Linked DNA regions of Mus musculus: region 1 is linked to region 2. The links are chromatin contacts, called in public HiChIP or PLAC-seq maps. All regions are on one chromosome and are shown on one strand. The core of a region is the stretch at or near the end of the contact, and the rest is flanking DNA. Distances in the headings are between cores, read along the strand shown.

Region 1 (4,855 bases), core at 895-3,394, 320 kb before region 2:
TGGCACTGGCTTCTATTCAAGTCTCACTGAATTGTCCGCCAGGCTTTGTTGTCTAATAGGTTAGAAACTAACCTATCCTACTCCTAGTCTCCAGTGGGCAGGACTGGGATCTTCCTGCCGCTCTCCCATCCACCCTACCCACCATCACTGGGGCCTTTCAGTATGGCTGTAGGAGTGGCTCAGCTCAGCATACTCCGGCTCTCAGTGTTGTACTATCCTTGTTTGAAGAGGCCAGTGAGGAGACCTTTATGGACCTGTCCACACTGCTAAGGACTCATTCCTGGGCTTAACTCCCTTCCGCCTGCCTCCCCTCAAAATCACACAAGGCCAGCAGACGACTTCCGTCTCCTGCCTCTGTGGTCTTGTCCCCCTGTGACTTCACGTTCTCATGTGGTCCATGCTAAATAATGCTCCCCAACCTATGCCGGACCTGGGGTGCCCTTGTCCAGTGAATTGTGTCCCCAAACTAGGTCCCATGCTGTCGTCCTTTGGAACCCATGCTGGTTTCAAACTCATGATAATCCTACTGCCTCAGTCTCCCAGTCTTCCCTGGGATCGCAGGGAATCATAGGAATTGCAGCTCTCTCCCCACTTATGGATTCTGGAGCTTGGTCTCAGAATGAAGTGGCTGATTGTGCCGTTGTTAGACACTTGGTCACAGTTGTGTCACGGCACTTTGAGGACAGGGACCCCCTCTTCCCTCTTACTTCCCAGGCTTTCCCGCCACTTTTTCTTCATTGCATGTCCGCTTCAGGGAAGCAACCTCTATCCCTCCTGGTGATGGCTACTCTGCCTCTCAACCTCAATGATGTCACCTGCACTGGGTTTCAGAGCTGTAGCTCTGACCCCAGCTCCCCATTCCATACTGGGAGGGCTTTAGGCTGTGAAGAGGTACCCTTGGCATCAGGATGCAGTTGTGGATGTATACCGTCTATTTTCTCACCACTGCCCCTCATCCATGTCAGAGGATCAGGCAACAGCCTCTACCCCTCACTGTGGAGACGTGGAAAGTTCTTCCAGGCATTGAGAGGCCCTGCTGGCAGCCACCCTACAGCCTGGTGCTCTGCCTGACACCTGCTCTGCCTCCTTCCTGTTGTCTGAGGGAGTGCGGTGTCTTCTGAGAAGGTGGTGGATGTTGCATCGGGCCGGTTGAGGATGCTGAAGCATCAGGCTGCTTTAGGATACTACAAAGCCAGTGGCGGCTGTGGTTGGTTCCTGCGCTGTCCTCACACAGAGGAAAAGCCTTCAGCTCTGGTCTGGGGAGCTGTCTAAGCCCAGAGCTTTCCTAAGTTGAGCATACTGACCCTGCACACCCAACCTAGCTGCAAAATAAACAGAAGGCATGGAGAAGAGAGTTAGTTCTCTGTATCCGTGCCTTTAAAATCACTCACACCATCAGGACCTGGGGCACAGAGAGCCTGAGACAGCAGCACCACAGCCTAGAGGGTCTGTGCCTGAATGTCACCTGGGGTTCTGAGTGGGGACCTAGATAGGAAAAGGACACTGAGTCAAAACACAGGGAACCTGAGGGTAGTGTGAACTGAACTGTGGTTAGTAGGCGCTGATATGGCCCTTAAATGATGATACTCGTCCCCCACTAATTTAGTGACGTGGTTAATGGGGATTGTGGGCACATAGTCTTTGGGATGTCTCTCTCTACACATTTTATGCAATTCTGAAGCTGTTCTGGAATAGAATTTATTTAAAGTCAGTGGCCCAGACAGAGCCAGTATCTACATTGCAGAGAATGGCCAGGTCTAGTTCTCTGGACTCCCGAGCAGTGACACACACACACACACACACACACACACACACACACACACAGACTCTTGTTTTATCTTGTGTAAAAGGGGTTGCTTGCTCCCTTCTAAAGCCATGTTATCTAGATCTGCCCTGTTCGCTGGTTTCTAACCCTATCTGTTTTCACCGTGTGGCATTCCATCTCAGGGTGGCCAATCCTTCATTTCAGTGGTGGCCTTGGTGACAGACATTTACACTTGTGTCCCCCAAAGGCTTTACTAAGTCATAGGTTGGCTCAGAAACCCAAGCCAGACCACTGAAGCCACACACACACCTCTGGCTTACAGACTGGGAGGAGTTAGCCCCAGGGCAGGCAGTAGGCGTGGCCATGCTTCTGACACATCAGTACCCAAAGCTGCTTCTGTGGTTGGGTTTGCTTCCTCTCTGAGTGAGGAGAGCTGCCTCTAGGCTGTGGCTCCTCGTTCTGGTATGTTCTTCTGTGCTGTGTGCCTCTTTGGGCTGCCCCCTGTGAAGGCCGAGACTTGGTGTCCCCTTTCACGGTGGGTCAGGGTAACCCAATCAATCTACTATAAGAAAGGAGGCTTTTAACTTAAAGTCATATGACCTTTAACATCCTAGGCCAGGACAAACAAATCCCCGTGTGGTTAAAGAATGTCTTGAAACAATTGCCATCAGGAAGCAAGCACTGTCCTAGTCAAACCACTGTGACAAGATCAAATCGGCTACAAAAACATGCCTCGATGGAAAGCCGTCCCTGGGTGGTGTTTGTGCGTCTGTCAGTGCTGGAGTGGAGGAGACAGTAGGCTCCTGCTGTCTGCCCTCCTTTCATCCACACTTGCTTACCTAGAAACTTCTGAGTACTGGGGACTGGTCTAGACGTCACCAGTGCAAACGATAATTACAGGAACACAACCTGAGAGTCCTTGGTCCTTAGGGACTCTTGGGCATAAACAGTTGGAATGAGTAGGACCGTGGCCACCCCTAAGCAGGAACAAAAGCATGAATGTGGGGAAGGACGGGTGTTCAACATGGAGACCCTGGGAGGTTGCTTTGCATGGACACCCTCAGTGAGGGACTGGTGCAGTCAGAGGGTTCTCAGAGTGGAGGGCCCTCAGTGAGGTGAGTGAGCAGAGACTCAGGTGGCAAGGGGACAGCCAGTGGATAGTGACGAAGGCAGTACTCGAGGCAAAAATTGACGGTGTACATTTAATCCCTGAGGTGGATTGAGGGGTTGGGCAGGCAGAGCTGGAGATGTATAAATCCTATATGCAGCCTAGTGATACCCCTGGGTTATAATCAAGCTCTTTAAAAAATTTAACTTTGGGGGACTGGAGAGATGGCTCAGCGGTTAAGAGCACTGACTGCTTTTCCAGAGGTCCCGAGTTCAATTCCCAGCAACCACATGGTGGCTCACAACCATCTATAATGGCATCTGATGCCCTCTTCTGGTGTGTCTGAAGACAGTGACCATGTACTCGCATACATAAAATAAATAAATCTTTCAAAAAAGTTTAACTTTATACTTAAATTATAATCTTAACCACTTAAAGAACACCTCTCAGTGTCATTAAGAATGTTCATGATCTGTTGAAATTTTATTTTTGATTTATGTGTGTGGAAGTTTTCTGCACGTGCATATGTGCACCACATGTGTGCCTGGCGCTCACAAGGCCAGATGGAGATGTAGAATTTTATAGACAGTTGTGCATCACCATGTTAGGAAGTAAATTCACATCTTTTGCAAGAGCAGCCAGTGCTTTCAAACACTGAGCCATCTGTCTAGCCCCATCATATTTTCTTCAATTGAAAAAATTTTTTTCTGCAGGGTGATGGTGGCATATGCCTTTTACCCCAGCACCCAGGAGGCAGAAGCAGGTGGATCTCTGAGTTCAAAGCCAGCCTGCTCTACAGACCAAGTTTAGGGCAGCCAGAACTACACAGAGAAAACCTGTGTCTATCACAAGTCTACCCTCTATCAGTCTGACACAGAAACATACCACCTTACAGCAGGACTTTCTGCTCCTTTCCCCACAGGCTCGCAGCCATCTCATAATGCAAAATACATTCAGTCCAACTTCGAAAATCCCCATAGTCTTGGACAATACCGTGTCAAAGTGGGAGTGGAGAATCTCTTTTGAGATGCAGGTTATCCCTTAACCATGAGCTCCCCAGACAGTCAAGAAGCAAGTTATCTTCTTCTAACAGTAACAACGCAGAGTAAGCAATCCATTCCAGAAGGGAAGAATGGAGACACAGCGGGAAACGATCAGACTAAAGCAGAACTGAAGTCCGGTGGGGAAAAATTCTCAATCTCCCAGTCACGGTTAGCTTGTCGGGCTTATAATGTAATCACCTGGGGTCCACAGGGCTAAGGTGGCCCCTCATCTCCGACTCTGCCATCCTCAGCACACATAACCTCTCTTGGTTATGTGTACGCATAATCCACTCCACCTGTAGCTCTCCTCGGTGGGCATCCCATGGTTCTGGCATTTCTAACATCTTAGGGCCTTTGTTGCAAATTTATGCTCCATCCTCGTGGCCTCGTGCATAGTATCCTAGAGCCTCCTTGCGGGGACTCCAACTCCTGCCACATGTTCTCTGGCCTCAGGCACTTTCTGGAGCCATGGCTCAAGTCTCTTTTTTTTATCTTGTCCCTTTTATGCCAATACCATGGAGATAGATGATGCTGCAAAGTTCTGCTTCTAGCATGGGATTGAGCTTGGCTCCCTTGGACCATAGTTACATTGGCCTTTGTGTGCTGACCAACACAAAGGATAGAGTCCATCGTGGGGGCTGAGGAGAGGGGAGGCTTGGGCAGTGATGTGGAGGGATAGTTGGTCCTATTGCACTGGCACTTACGAACTATGAGAGAGCTCTTAGTTACCCTTGCAAAACAGTGTCTATCCAGCATTCTTGCATGCTGGCTGTGTAAGGATACAAGTGCATAAGGCTCAGATACGTTAAGCCACGACGTGGCACATTGGGTGGGGCTGCTCCCTGGTGGCACCAGGGTTGAGGTGCTATGGTGGGGTTTGAGTTGAGTGGGAGGATAATGGGAAGAGTTGTAGTAAGAAGAGGGGAGGTTGGGGTCAGG
Region 2 (4,559 bases), core at 2,059-4,558:
TGGGAAGGCAACCTTCTTACTCGATTATTTATACATAAAACCTATCTGAAACTGTGTCCCTTAACTATGTACATATACATATACATGTCTGTGTGTATATGTGTGTGTGTGTGTGTGTATATATATATATATATATATATATATATATTGATATGTATTGATTATGAAGGAAATTGAGAAAGAAGCTCACTGACTCGAATAGAGATAAAGCAATGGGAGAAAATCCTGAGCTTGTTAGACCAACTGCAAGCAAGCAAGCAAGCAGCCATAGAAAGGATCCTTTCCTCCCAGACATAATGAAGCCATTTTCCGAATCTTTTGCTTTGGTTCCCTCCGTTTTGTGTCAAACTTGGCTTTCGTTTGTTACCAACAGTAATGAAACTCCGGCTGTAGCACAAGCTTTTTTGAGGGCAGAAACAGCCCCAGGACAGTGGTAGACAGCCACCAGCGTCTCCACCAAGGCAGCTGATCTCCTCACTATACCCTCTTTCCAATCCTCTTTCTTTTTAATATAAAGACCACACTTAAGTGTGCCTGCAGCTGACCGAGGCGAGGCTCTCTGCTCCCATTGCTGGTGGGTACTTAACTCTACAGCCTTGCACTCATTTGTGCTTGGAGAGCCTCTCGGAGCTACTATGTAGCATCTTTAATGCACTTCAGAAGCTCGCCTGGTCTCTTTTTCAGTTATCTTGTACTGACATCAAAGAGTCTAACCACCCCCAAAAACATCCTGAAGGGGTTATTATCTCTCAAATAGAAGGGGAGCATAACAACTGGGAATCTGTGATAAATGTATTTGGTCATAAATATATGTATTTTTTACATATAATTTACATGTAACATGCATAAGAGAATGAGGATTTCACCTTGATTCAGATGATGAATTATAATTAATATTTTTCAATCCAAAGTAGTAACAACAAAATTTTAATAGTATGTACTGGAGATAAAGAAAACATTATTCCTGATTTAAAAAGAAAAAAAAAAGCCGTGTCTTGATTCTTGGCTTTATATGTGGAATAAAAAAAGCATGGCACAAGTTAAAAAAATTTTTTTTAAATAAAAATTACCTTTCAAAGGGAAGAGGGCGCTGAATTAATTTTAGTTGCTCAATTCTACAATTTCTAAAATGGTACCATCACAAACTGGGAAGCTAATATCCTTCTAAAGAACGTATTGTGTGCTTGATAGCATTTTATCAGCAATTTAGGGTGTATTAGAATTGGTAATTTTACAGATTCCAGTAGGAGGTACAAATTTCCAAGAAAAATGAAAAAATATTCAAAAGTTCGCAAAGCATTTTCCTCCCCCACCTCGATTTCCTAGGAGCACGTCGGTGACTTACTCACCCTTTACTGGGGTCCTTAAAGGCCGTTATCCTAAGATCGCAGACTCCCTTCGCAAAACATGTAAGCAAAGCTTAGCTGTGTGGTTCTAAACTTCGGAAACTGTGCAGCACATACGTGTGTGCTCCAGATTTTAAAATAATGGCTGACGTGCTAAGAAAGCCTGTTGGAAATCTGTCTCCCCCACAGCTGAAAGAAGGACACCAGAAGCTCTTCTGTGTCCCACGATTGAGCCTGCTAGAGTAAAGATTTCAAAGCAAGAGGGGGCACAAGGCTAAGGTAGAACTTCAGTGACTCACTGCTAAATTGCAAGTGATTGCAGGAACTGCTCTAAAACTCGAGACTTTACGGATTACTTTCTTTTTAAGGGTTGGGACAGGACTTAGCCGACTGTAGATCATGCACACACTGGACATGGAAATTTTCAGGGAGGGGGTTAATTACAAGGTGCTTGGCTTTTTAGCACTTTTGCCCAGTGTTCTTATTTATTGAAATACTCTTATTATTTCAAAACGTCAAATATGATTTTGCACAGTGAAATTTCCTCTACGGCTTCATTTCCCTAATTATATCTAATGTCAACTTCAGACTTAAAAGTCCAATTCTTCGTGGATGCCCTTTATGCCAGAGAGGAAATAACTTAACTAGGGATTTACTCAAGGAAAGGGAATATTTAACTGCTGCAAAAGAAATATTCAAAAGAAAAAAAAAAACCCAATGCTTTCATTTTGCTTCTGGCTATTACAGTGATTCCTGCTTTCAAAAGAATATGAAGTTTATTTTCCTTAAGCAAAAGAAAGTGGTCATGAAGGCCACTGGACATGAAAAGGTATTACTCTTAGGAAATACATATATATATGTAATATGTATATGTAATATATTATATATAATGTATAATATATGTGTAATATATTATATATGTAATATATAATATATTGTAGTGTATTATATATGTAACACACACATATATGTGTGTGTATATATATATATCTTTTAATGACAAATGCAGATTTTGAAAATGTACTTTGAGATAACCAGAAACACGAGCAGACATTTCACTGTTACACCCTAGTTCTCCATGTTATGCAGAGGGGAGGATTTGAGTTCACACTGAAAGACTTCACCGTTGTGAATGCCTAACCCATTAACCAGTTTTTCAGCTCGGTACTGGAAATTCTCAGCCTGATCTGCCTCCCAGCCGAGCTCTGCCCAGAAGACTTTCTCTCTAGGGGAGGCGGTGGACATGGATACGGCCAACTCCTTTTCTCCCTCTCAAAATTTTAAACTTGGAAACTTGTCCTGGGTTGAACACTGAATTTACAGCAGGACCCCAAGGCTCACAAGGAAATGTCACGAGCTGGGAAAAAGCCTGTCGGCGCACACCTGGAGCCACAGATTCAGAAAACCTAGCCGGCTGTAGCCAAAAACCAAAACACTCGGCCTGCAAACAGCCTACAAGAAACATAGAGTTCTTTGATGTGACGAGAAGAATTATAAATACAACCAACCGCTCCAAGGCAGACAGGTTGAAAGAGACTTTAAGGCAGTCTGTTGGTGCCTCAAACTTTAATACTGAGGACGTGAAGTGTTAGATTCATAGAGGTAACATACGCGTGTGTCTGTGTCTGTGTGTGCATGTGTGTCCATATGTATGTGCACGTGTGCGTGTGCGTGTGTGCACGCGCGCGTGCGTGTGTGTGTGTGTGTGTGTGTGTGTGTGTGTGTAGCAATAACACTTTGGTTTCCTCTGTGGCCCAACGGCGATCTTAAGCCCTTATTGGATAGCCCTCAGCCAGGTGCAGGGCAGGCCCTATCTGTAGCCTCTCCTGAGTTACACCATTTCTCATTACACCTGTGCCAACACCTCCCCCCCCCCCAAATCGACCTAGATCACAGACAGAGGCCTGATACAGCAGAGCTTTCCTTGCAATAAAAGCTGTGCTTTGTGAATGAGAGCCCAGCTCCTGGCTCAGCCACTCTGAGAGCTTCAAGGTAGAGCCAAAGAGTGTAGCCTATGCTCAGGCTCAGACAGAGGACAATTCCCTTTGCCAGGGTGGGCACAACTGTGAAGGCTGTGGACAGACAAATGGCTATCTGGTACCCCAGAGGACCATCGACTCCAGTCTCCCAAATCGGGGCCATCTTGTTATCATTTTTAAAGGGAGAGGTTGAGATTCTTCATCTATGATCAGTCCTCCTTCATTAGAGCCAGCACAGAGGGGTTCGACATGGTTCAAGTCAACAACGGCATTGCTATCCCATAAGCACTGGACACTATAGGAGCTGCTAGGTGTTTTAATCACAAATGACTCCCTCACTGGGGGGGGGGGCGGGGATCTCAGAAGGTAGAAGTGACCGAGTTGCTGGTGTATACAGCAAGCCCCTCACAACGTACATAGCATGACAGGGATCCCTGTGTATACAGCAAGCACTTATAACTTACACAGCATGCTCCCACCTCCTCTCATCTGACCCTCCCAACTCAAGAGGAACAACAAAAAAGACCAGACCTCTTGAAAGACTGAGGCACAGCAGGCAGAGAATACTGACAGGGCTGGATATTACACAGACCTGGGACCCTAACCCGGTCACACATATGCGCTTAAAAAATAAATAAATAAAGGAAAACATCACCATTCACTTCTTCCAATATAGACTTATTTCACAGATAAAAGGAGTTTCCAGAAAGAAAAAAAACAGCAGCAGCAGCAGCAGCAGCAACAACAACAACAACAGCAACAACCAGAATCCCTTTGAAACCTCAGGCCAGAGCTGCCTTCAGCTGGTTCAGCTTGGGCAAACCTCCCCAAACTGAGCCTGAAGCCAGCTTTGGTCATCTGAGGTTCATCCTGACCACCTCTTCAAAACCAGCCTTGAGGTATAAAAATCTCAGACACGTGCTCCTCATCGTGCTTTTGAGCCTCCTCATAAGAAAGTCACGTGGACTGACCTAAGGGACCATATCTCCAGGGCTCTGCCTCATTCCCCCAGAAACTAGAGCCTTCTTAACCAGTGAGCCAGAGTGGTTCCCAGGGCCATGCCTGCTTACAGTCACTCTGGGGCCTGGCAAGTACTTGTCCCATGGTCTCAGTGTCAAAAGAAGAGCGGTTGATGCAAATGTGTGGGAAACCTGAAGGTCTCCTCTGAGCAGTAAGGTCACAGAACACTTTTTCCTGGGGGTCCTCACATTCAGGATCCTCAGCATCCCACCAA

What was found. HiChIP or PLAC-seq counts read pairs in DNA pulled down with a chosen protein or histone mark.
Region 1: a contact with region 2 is called in an HNF4G HiChIP or PLAC-seq map of pancreatic cancer cells. The contact joins two enhancer-like sites. A contact is called at or near these places in 2 of 115 datasets of contacts at active chromatin or transcription factors (memory CD8 T cells and pancreatic cancer cells).

The regions. Positions count from the first base shown.
Region 1 is chr15:85,979,585-85,984,439 of GRCm38.p6, reverse strand. All of the region lies in intron 1 of Celsr1 (cadherin, EGF LAG seven-pass G-type receptor 1), which reads left to right. Among named protein-coding and RNA genes, the nearest start is that of Celsr1, 52 kb to the left of the region's middle. Within about 2 kb of position 2,144, at least 178 of the 459 cell types and tissues checked have an H3K27ac peak or open chromatin away from gene starts, as enhancers often do. A contact at or near this core is called in pancreatic cancer cells, where this site is marked.
Region 2 is chr15:85,662,645-85,667,203 of GRCm38.p6, reverse strand. No RefSeq gene overlaps it. Among named protein-coding and RNA genes, the nearest start is that of D130051D11Rik, 30 kb to the right of the region's middle. Within about 2 kb of position 3,308, at least 37 of the 459 cell types and tissues checked have an H3K27ac peak or open chromatin away from gene starts, as enhancers often do. A contact at or near this core is called in pancreatic cancer cells, where this site is marked.